Regions from separate parts of the Macaca mulatta genome. Here region 2 is linked to region 1. A link is a contact called in public Hi-C data. All regions are on one chromosome and are shown on one strand. Each heading gives the region's core, a stretch centred on a gene start, on an enhancer-like site or on the middle of the called end of the contact. The rest is flanking DNA. Distances are from core to core; before and after follow the strand shown.

Evidence for each region. A called contact is a pair of places that touch in the nucleus more often than the background predicts.
Region 2: a contact with region 1 is called in a Hi-C map of CD4 T cells, with 2.8 times the contacts expected there. The contact joins two enhancer-like sites. A contact is called at or near these places in 2 of 14 Hi-C or Micro-C datasets (CD4 T cells and fetal cortex germinal zone).

What each region holds. Positions count from the first base shown.
Region 1 is chr10:106,411,633-106,416,531 of T2T-MMU8v2.0, reverse strand. ZNF217 (zinc finger protein 217) reads left to right here. Exons shown (of 7, transcript XM_077952005.1): 3 at 1-1,591; 4 at 4,615-4,731. The coding sequence starts at 223. Among named protein-coding and RNA genes, the nearest start is that of ZNF217, 28 kb to the left of the region's middle. Within about 2 kb of position 3,206, at least 7 of the 40 cell types and tissues checked have an H3K27ac peak or open chromatin away from gene starts, as enhancers often do. A contact at or near this core is called in CD4 T cells, where this site is marked.
Region 2 is chr10:106,590,845-106,595,583 of T2T-MMU8v2.0, reverse strand. No RefSeq gene overlaps it. Among named protein-coding and RNA genes, the nearest start is that of ZNF217, 150 kb to the right of the region's middle. Within about 2 kb of position 2,408, at least 30 of the 40 cell types and tissues checked have an H3K27ac peak or open chromatin away from gene starts, as enhancers often do. A contact at or near this core is called in CD4 T cells, where this site is marked.

The sequences.
Region 1 (4,899 bases), core at 1,957-4,456:
GGGGAGTCTGTATGCCTTGTTTGTGGAAAGAACCAGTGACACCACCACTGAGCTTCCTAAAAGTTCCGAAGAAGTTAGAGGACTAGACACTTTCTTTTGAACTTTTATAATAAATATTTGTTCTGGTTTTTGAAGCCCAGGGCTGTTAGAGGGGTGAGTGACAAGTCTTACAAGTGGCCTTATTCCAACTCCAGAAATTCCCCAAGGGAACTTTGAGATTATATGCAATCGAAAGTGACAGGAAACATGCCAACTCAATCCCTCTTGATGTACATGGATGGGCCAGAAGTGATTGGCAGCTCTCTTGGCAGTCAGATGGAGATGGAGGATGCCATGTCAATGAAAGGGACCGCTGTTGTTCCATTCCGAGCTACGCAAGAGAAAAATGTCATCCAAATAGAGGGGTATATGCCCTTGGATTGCATGTTCTGCAGCCAGACCTTCACACATTCGGAAGACCTTAATAAACACGTCTTAATGCAACACCGGCCTACCCTTTGTGAACCAGCAGTTCTGCGGGTTGAAGCAGAGTATCTTAGTCCGCTTGATAAAAGTCAAGTACGAACAGAACCTCCCAAGGAAAAGAATTGCAAGGAAAATGAAGAATTTAGCTGTGAGGTATGCGGGCAGACATTTAGAGTGGCTTTTGATGTTGAGATCCACATGAGGACACACAAAGATTCTTTCACTTACGGGTGTAACATGTGCGGAAGAAGATTCAAGGAGCCTTGGTTTCTTAAAAATCACATGCGGACACATAATGGCAAATCAGGGGCCAGGAGCAAACTGCAGCAAGGCTTGGATTGTCCCGCGACGATCAACGAGGTCGTCCAGGTGCACGCGGCTGAGAGCATCCCCTCTCCTTACAAAATCTGCATGGTTTGTGGCTTCCTATTTACAAATAAAGAAAATCTAATAGAGCACAGCAAGGTGCACACCAAAAAAACTGCTCCCGGTACCAGCAGCACGCAGACAGACTCTCCACAAGAAGGAATGCCGTCCTCCAGGGAAGACTTCCTGCGGTGGTTCAACTTGAGACCAAAATCTCACACTGACACGGGGAAGAAGCTTGTCAAATGCATACCTCAGCTCGATCCGTTCACCACCTTCCAGGCTTGGCAGCTGGCTACCAAAGGAAAAGTTGCCATTTGCCAAGAAGAAGTGAAGGAATCGGGACAAGAAGGGAGCACCGACAATGATGATTCGAGTTCCGAGAAGGAGCTTGGAGAAAATAAGGGCAGTTGTACAGGCCTCTCGCAAGAGAAAGAGAAGTGCAGACACTCCAACGGTGACGCGCCCTCCGTGGACGCGGATCCCAAGTTACCCACCAGCAGCAAGGAGAAGCCCACGCACTGCTCCGAGTGCGGCAAAGCTTTCAGAACCTACCACCAGCTGGTCTTGCACTCGAGGGTCCACAAGAAGGACCGGAGGGCTGGCGCGGAGTCGCCCACCATGTCTGTGGACGGGAGGCAGCCGGGGACATGCTCTCCTGACCTCGCCACCCCTCTGGATGAAAATGGAGCCGTGGATCGAGGGGAAGGTGGTTCTGAAGACGGATCTGAGGATGGGCTTCCCGAAGGAATCCATCTGGGTAAGCTGCCCTGTCTCCCTCCCGTGCTGTTCCGCCTGTGTCTGTCTGTCTGTCTGTCTCCCCCTCTCTTCCCATCTCTAGACAACGCTGGCCAGGAATGGAATTTGGAGAGCCAGAGTCAAATCCAGGCTCTTTTTGGTATCACTCTGTGTAAGCCATTTAACTTCTCGGGGCCTTAATTTTCTCATTTCTGTAATAACAGGGTTGAGTTAAAAGGTCTCCTTGTTCTGAAAATCTTGTGTGTTTTTTTTTTTAAACGTTGAACGTTTTGCTCACAAAACATGGTGTTTTTTTTTTTTTTTTTTTAAATAACTTGTGCATCCAGTCCAAATGCACTGCTTCTTAACTGGGATGATTTGCTCCCAGTCAGTATCTGGCAATGTCTGGAGGCATTTTGGTTGTTATACTGTGTGTGGGGGTGTGTGCATGCACGTGTGCTTGTGTGCCTACTGGCATCCAGTGGGCAGAGGCCAGGGACACTGCTCAGTATGGTACAATGCACAGGACAGCCCCATCATCAAAGAATTATCTGGTCCCAAGTATCAATAGTTTCATCATTGAGAGACCCTAGCCTTCACGTAAGGTTTTCTGGTGTTCCTGATCTTATCTGTAGTGAATTTCCAGTGGTCATAAGAGGTACTGGGAGTGATGATCAACTAGAGCCAGGAATATTACTTGGGCAGCCATTTGGTGCTGTCCGAAACCCTATCCATTCTGTCTGGCAAGCTGGTATCCATTAATAGGTACTTCAAGAACCCAAATGATTTGTCATAAAATACAAGGAATGTGGGCACACCAAGACATTTTTAAGAAAGCTCATTTGCTCAGCAAAATTTTCAGTGTACTAACAGCATTTATAGAAACAGAAGGCGATCACTGAAGGCATGCTCACATAATATTCCTGAACCTTGGTGGGCGTTATCTAGGGCAGAGGATTCCACCTGTGTTTGGAGTTGTGCCCATCCTCATTGTAGCCAGAGCTTCTCCTATCAGAGTTTAATATTTTGTTTGAATAGAGGATCCTGCTGCTTCAAACAGTTGGAAAAGACCCCTGATGGGCAGGCCATAATTGACAAGTGAATGATGAGAACATGAATTGGTCTTGGGGAAGCCTTTATTAAAGTGGTCCTCGGTTCAAACAAGTTCCTCCTCCTCTCAGTGTAACTTGGCTGTGTGTGTGAATTCTTTGGAGAACTGTGTATATGAGACCCACGGTGAATTTGCCCACACAGTTGATCAGACTCGTCCTTCACCTGCTCTTCAGGCAGTGCCAGTTCCTTTTTTGATCATGTGATTGACATGAGAACTGTAGTCTGTGTATCACATCTTTAGAATGTTTTTGAGTTTCCTGGGACACAGGAAACCTAGCACTTAGCATACTACAAATCTGATGTCTTACTGGCATCATAAAAAGAGGCTTTAAACACAGACTCCAGTTAGCGAAGTGGTTTCTGCTAGTGCCGGTACTGTTGAAGGGGCCTTGTGAGATGCCCCAGTGCCCTGAAAGAAATGAAAAGACCGGTTACTGGTGGGTGGTGTGGAAAACATGGGCTAGATCATCAGGCAGGACCGAATGCCTGGCTGTGGGTGGAAGCACCACAGCTTGGCACTGAGTTCTCGTTCTACCACTGCATTGTTTTGTGACTAATTATGAGTTGCTTAACCTTTCTTTGCCACTGTTTCCCTGTTTGCAAAATGGTTCATTGACCCTTGTCTTCCACCTCCCAAGGACAATTTGAACAGCCTATTTGTAAAAAGATCACAGTCCTTTAAAAAATATAACTGTAAAGTCAGAGGTGATGCTTGAAAGAGCAGGAATCAGGTAGATGTGGAAATGTCACGTCCTTTGTTCTAAAGAAAAGGCATTTCATAGCTTTTTGGATATGACGCAACATACCATAAATCCTGACACATAGTTGGGAGTCGGAAATTGCAAGAACACCCAGTTATAAACCCAGCTAGTTTGGGTATGCTTGTAAGAAAAAAAAGCTGGCCATTCTGTTTTTGGGGAATTGATTTTCCTAAACTTATATTATCTTAGTAGTCTAGATTTATCATATTGTACTATCAACCTGGCTTTTTTTAAGATTTAAGAAGATCAGGTAAATTTTTTTAAGTCTTTCTTTAGACTATAGATCAAGGGTGTGTCTGTCTTACAGGTGGATAGTCATATGATCTACAGTAAGGGGACATTTATTTAAAAGTTAAACATTCATGTGTGTTGGGGGTGGTATTTTAACGGCGGCACCTCTCAGTCTTTTGGAGGGCCGGTGTGTGTCTGAAGTTCTGTCCTCCTTCGAGTGGACTTCACTGATGCACGTGAGACACATTGTCCTATTGTCCTGCAGAGACTGAAGCCAAACACTGTGTCATTTAGGCACAGGTTTTCATTCGTCAGATCTGTTTCGCCCACATGAGTGTTTGTGGACAATACAGCCTGCTTTCCAAAACTTTGCTAAATTTTGACAAACTTTCCTAGGTGCTTGCCCGATGCCAAACTTTCTTTTCTGTTGAAGATTAAGTTGTGCTTGCTGCCCTCTAGTGGTCACTTGTTTAATCTTACCCTTAAACGGCTTATTTTTCCCATGGTGGTTGGTGGTTTGTAATTGGCTCATTTTTCTAAATGATTCTGAAGAAGATCATTTTTCCCCCCAGTATGTGTGTCCACCTTCAGTTTGCCAGATCCTGCCTGCTCACAGAGATACTGAGAACCGGAAGCTGTCCGGGCAGTTCGGTCTATTAAATGATCTTTTTTGTGATTAAGGCAAACAAAGAACTGAATCTTTAATAGTGTACTCTGCTGTACCCAGAAAAAAAAAAACAAAACCACGTTACAACACTCTGAAACTTCAGACAACCTCAAAACAGCATTTGGTGTGTGTCTAGCCTTTTCTAACCCGATATTATATTAAAGAATTTTTTCATGCTTTCCAAAAATGTTTGTCAAGAACATTTAAGTCAGCATGCCTTATTCCCGTACTTCAGCTACCTTTTTATATAAATGTTTCTGTTTTTCCTTTAAGATAAAAATGATGATGGAGGAAAAATAAAGCATCTTACATCTTCAAGAGAGTGTAGTTATTGTGGAAAGTTTTTCCGTTCAAATTATTACCTCAATATTCATCTCAGAACGCATACAGGTAAAGAACTTTTATATTTTTAACCATGCTTTAGTTAAAAATGATGTAGTTATCTCTCTGATTTTTTGGTGGTGGTGTTCAGATACTCTTCCAGATCCTTGGACTAGCTTAAGGATAAATATGTAGCGTGTTGATTACAGCGGTTATTACTATTTTTTTAGTGCCATT
Region 2 (4,739 bases), core at 1,159-3,658, 180 kb before region 1:
CGCAAAACAGACTAGGAATCCTGAACTCTCTGACCAGTTGTTTACATGCATGAGTTAGCCTTTTATGCATTTTCTCCTGCATCTATAACACAAAGATTGTTTACTCTTACAACCTCCCGGTTGCTAAGAGAATCAAATAAGAAATAATATGGTAATAGTCCTTTGAAAAGGACAGTAACAAAGCCTAACGTTTCGATCAAGCTTTCAAAGGACCTTTATTTTATTTGATATATCGAAACAAAATGTTTTTTGCTTGATCCTCATTTAATACGGGCAGATTCTAAAAGGTGATGGCACACAGACTGTTTCTAACACAATTCTGTAGCCTGAAAGCCCCAGGGACACTGATGAACTTTTGCCAACAAGAAGAGTATCCTATAAAGTTAAAAATCCCAAACTTAAGAAAATCATTTACCCCTTGACAAGTCTTAATCAAAATCTGCCCGTGCTGGTCATTTATTCTTTCAGTGCATGTGATTGAGATTCCAGTAATTAAGTACATTGTTTTCCTAAGAGAAGCCTGTAAGAAAAGCCTGTTTCAGGTTCATAACCAGGAAAGCTTCTCAACCCGAGGCGTTGCCGGCAGCCACCATTTGTTGAATTACTGGTGTCTCTGCAAGTGGAGATGAGGCAGAAGGGGGGCGCCTGTTCCCAGCTTTACCTGCCATCACCACCTTCCTTGAGCTCTTCTTTCTCTTCCTATTTTCTACTTAACCCGATTTATAAGGAATAAGTTAAACGAAAGTAACAAGCAAGGTAGTGAAACTTCACTTAAAAGCCAGAATGCAACCTGATTGGTTTACAATAGATTAACCAAAGACCCCAATTTTTTTGTACACAGTCTCAAGCATCCTCAAGGGCCTAGTGCATCTCTCTTAGGCTCTGGAAGAGGCTGGTTTTTTTTTTTATTTTTATTTATTTTTATTTATTTATTTTTTTTCTGAGACGGAGTCTCGCTCTGTCGCCCAGGCTGGAGTGCAGTGGCCGGATCTCAGCTCACTGCAAGCTCCGCCTCCCGGGTTCACGCCATTCTCCTGCCTCAGCCTCCCGAGTAGCTGGGACTATAGGCGCCCGCCACCTCGCCCGGCTAGTTTTTTTGTATTTTTTTAGTAGAGACGGGGTTTCACCGTGTTAGCCAGGATGGTCTCGATCTCCTGACCTCGTGATCCGCCCGTCTCGGCCTCCCAAAGTGCTGGGATTACAGGCGTGAGCCACCGCGCCCGGCCGAGGCTGGTTTTTAAACAGGATTTTTTTTCTTTAATATTTAAAGATATTGTTTTATGCCTTCATCTAGTATGATGTGTATTTTAAAGAATAGAATGTAAACAACATTAGTCATTTGGACATTTCCTATGCTTTAAACACACACACACACACACACACATATATACACAAACCACCACAACAGTAAGCATAAAAGAAGAGTTAATAACTTTAAACGGAGGTCGAGAGAAAGAATCAAACATTTATTTGTTGTTCAACAGGGAAATTTCAATAACTACTTTACAGAATCTACCTTGTTCCGGGCGGGGTTAGAATCCCAGATCAGCTTCCAAACATGATTTCACAAGGAATGCCTTGAACCAGGAAGCTCTTTCGTGTTCTGAAGCCTCCTGATTCTTAGAAATTAAAGTGCTTTCTGTTTATTATGTAGTTGTTGCCTGGGTGTTTGCTTTTGCCAGTTGACTTTATTTATTTTTATTTTAGATTACAGAAGTGAAGGAAAAACACTGTAGTATATATGACTGAAAATAGAAACTCACAAACTCACCCTTCTCTCTGTCTGACACGGCTTTCCCCACCCCCACCCCGTTTTTGATTTACTTCCTGTGTTAATGGTAAGAGAGTATTCTTCTTGTCCTTTTTAAATATTTTTACACATCTGCACACACACACGTACAGATATATGTCCTTTTTTAAAACATGGAGGAAATCATACACTATTCACCTTTCTACAACTGTGTTTCAATCAACAATATTGCTTGACGGTCTGTCCTTGGCCAAACATATAGCCTATCTCATTCCTGAGGCTTTTTTGAAGACTTTTGCACACTTAAAACCACGTTGATTTTCCACTGCCTTCTAGAGGCAACCTCACCTCCTCTCAAGGAAGCTTTCAAGCACGCAAAGCAGGCTCACTTCCCCTCTTGACTGGAGGAAATTAGGCCTTCACGCTTTCAGAAATAGCATCACTGTACCCCATTACCCTATTCTGGTCTAAGTACCCAACAGACAAATTATCCTTTTCCTGTTAGCTGTGACTGTGAGTTTTCAGGACCGGAGCAGTTCCTAAAGTCAGAGAGAGAGAACGGTAATCATTTTTTACACGGAGTGTGTCTTGATGGAGACAGAGGTTTAACCACAATGACAAACTGCTCAGCACAGCCCTGCCTAGCTGGAAAAGCATCTGTTTTCACTCCCTCGCCTGGTTACTAGTGGGTTCTCTTGCCTCATTCATAAAGATGAGATCGCTGAAACAACAGGCAGCCACAAAGCTCCAGGAAATATAACAGCATGCAGCTCCTCTCCGAGGTGTGAGTCTGTGTGTGTGGTGTGGGTCCATGCATGTTTTGCATGCACACTTGCAGCTGCAGCACGGGGCTTAGAAAGATGTTCTGCCAGAGAAAGACAGGAATTTCCCTAGCAGCAGGCAAAACAGCCCAGGAGTTGGAACAAGGCCCAGTCAGCCTCCTTTACTCCTTCGTTCATGCAGTTAATAAGCATCAGTCTACCTCTCTTAAGAGAGTCTAGTGGTTAGAGACTCAACTCAGGGATCCAATCCCTGGATTCCAGTCCAGGCACTGCCGCTCACCGGCACTGATATTTAGTCTCTCTATTCCTCAGCTTTAAAATGACGTAAAATATACATCCAAATCTCTCATCCAAACCCTTATAGCCCAATACACTTTGGAATTCTACACTTTTTATATTTTAGAAATGTGATGTGGTGCCTATATCTGATATTACACTGCACCACCAGCGGGGTTGGGGCAGCACTCCCTGTGCCATCTGATACATCAATATGTCCACAAAGAAACATACAAAGGTCTGGCTGGGCGCAGTGGCTCACGCCTGTAATCCCAGCACTTTGGGAGGCCAAGGCGGGCAGATCACAAGGTCAGGAGTTCGAGACCAGCCTGGCCAACATGGTGAAGCCCCATCTCTATTAAAAATACAAAACTTAGCCAGGCATGGTGGCGGGTGCCTATAATCCCAGCTACTCAGGAGGCTGAGGCAGGAGAATCGCTTGAATCCGGGAGGCAGAGGTTGCAGTGAACCGAGATTGTGCCATTGTACTCGAACCTGGGTGACAAGAGCAAGACTTCATCCCCCCCCAAAAAAAAGAAAAGAAACATACAAAGGTCACATTAAATGTGAGAAATATAGGCCGAGCTGGGATTACAGGCATGTAATATTTCTCACATTAAACATGGCGAAACCCCATCTCTACTAAAAATATAAAAATTAGCTGGGTGTGGTGACAGGTGCCTAAAATCCCAGCTACTTGAGAGGCTGAGACAGGAGAGTTGCTTGAACCCTGGAGGTGGAGGCTATAGTGAGCTGAGATCACACCACTGTACTCCAGCCTGGGTGACAAAGCAAGACTCTGTCTCAAAAAAAATAAAAATAAATAAAGATTATTAGTAGACATAGAGAGCTCAACAGAGTCTCCCTGACACCCCCAAAATTCATGTCTGCCCAGAACCTCAGAGTGGGACCTTCTTGGAGATAGGATTTTTGCAGATGTAATTGAGTAAGATGACATCATACAGGTTTGGGTGACCCTAAATCCCTCAGGAGGACTGGAAATCAATTTTTGACATTTTCAGTTTCTGTGGTGAAAAGCCAGCTCTGCTTCCTACCAAGAATAATAGGGGGGGGACTCCCCAAGTTTAACAAGCAAGTTCAGATGGCAGACCAAGGATAAGCGCCCCCTACAGTTGATGGGGACCCCTAATCTCAGAACTTTCTACTGGACACAGAAAAGCAAGAACTTGGATAACTGTTTTCTGTTTTTGTTTTTGCTTTTTTTTTTTTAATCTAATGCCGCTGACACTGGCCAAAGACCCTGTTTAAATACTTTTTCAACATTGTCATTTAAATGTAAGACTCAAACTGACAGGTGTCCTTAACATTCTAGAAAAGCCTTAGAAAAAAGATTCACCCATACCCCTGGAATATATTGTTTTGGTGTGGGTGGCACTATTGTATAGCTGTTATTTTCCCAGGCTCTGCCTCTGTCTTTGAGAGCATCACTTAAGCTCTGTAAGCCTTGATCTCGTCTGCGAAATCAGGATGAGGATAATGGCAGACAACATTTACCAAGAGCTTGCTGTGTGCAGACAGTAGGCTGTGTCTCACATGCCTTCTTGCTTAATCATCACCAACATTATCCCCATGTTGCATATGACGCCCCTTCTTGACAACTGCAGGGGGAAAAACCAACAGCACTATTTTCTACTTTGAGCGGTGCTACACGACTGCTTGTAAAGTTTTAACAACTTACCTAGCAACTGACAAACTTACACAGCTAGTGAGCAACAAACTAGATTTGAACCCAGCTCTTATCCAATCAGTGCCTCCTTTCTCTTATCTGTACCTCTACCTTGTAAAATCAGAAAAGCACAGAAAGCACAGGAAGCCATATGGCTGAGAGCACACACACACACACACACACACACACACACACACACGCACGCAGACTGGTATTCCTTTATTTCTGACAAGTTCTCTGAAGA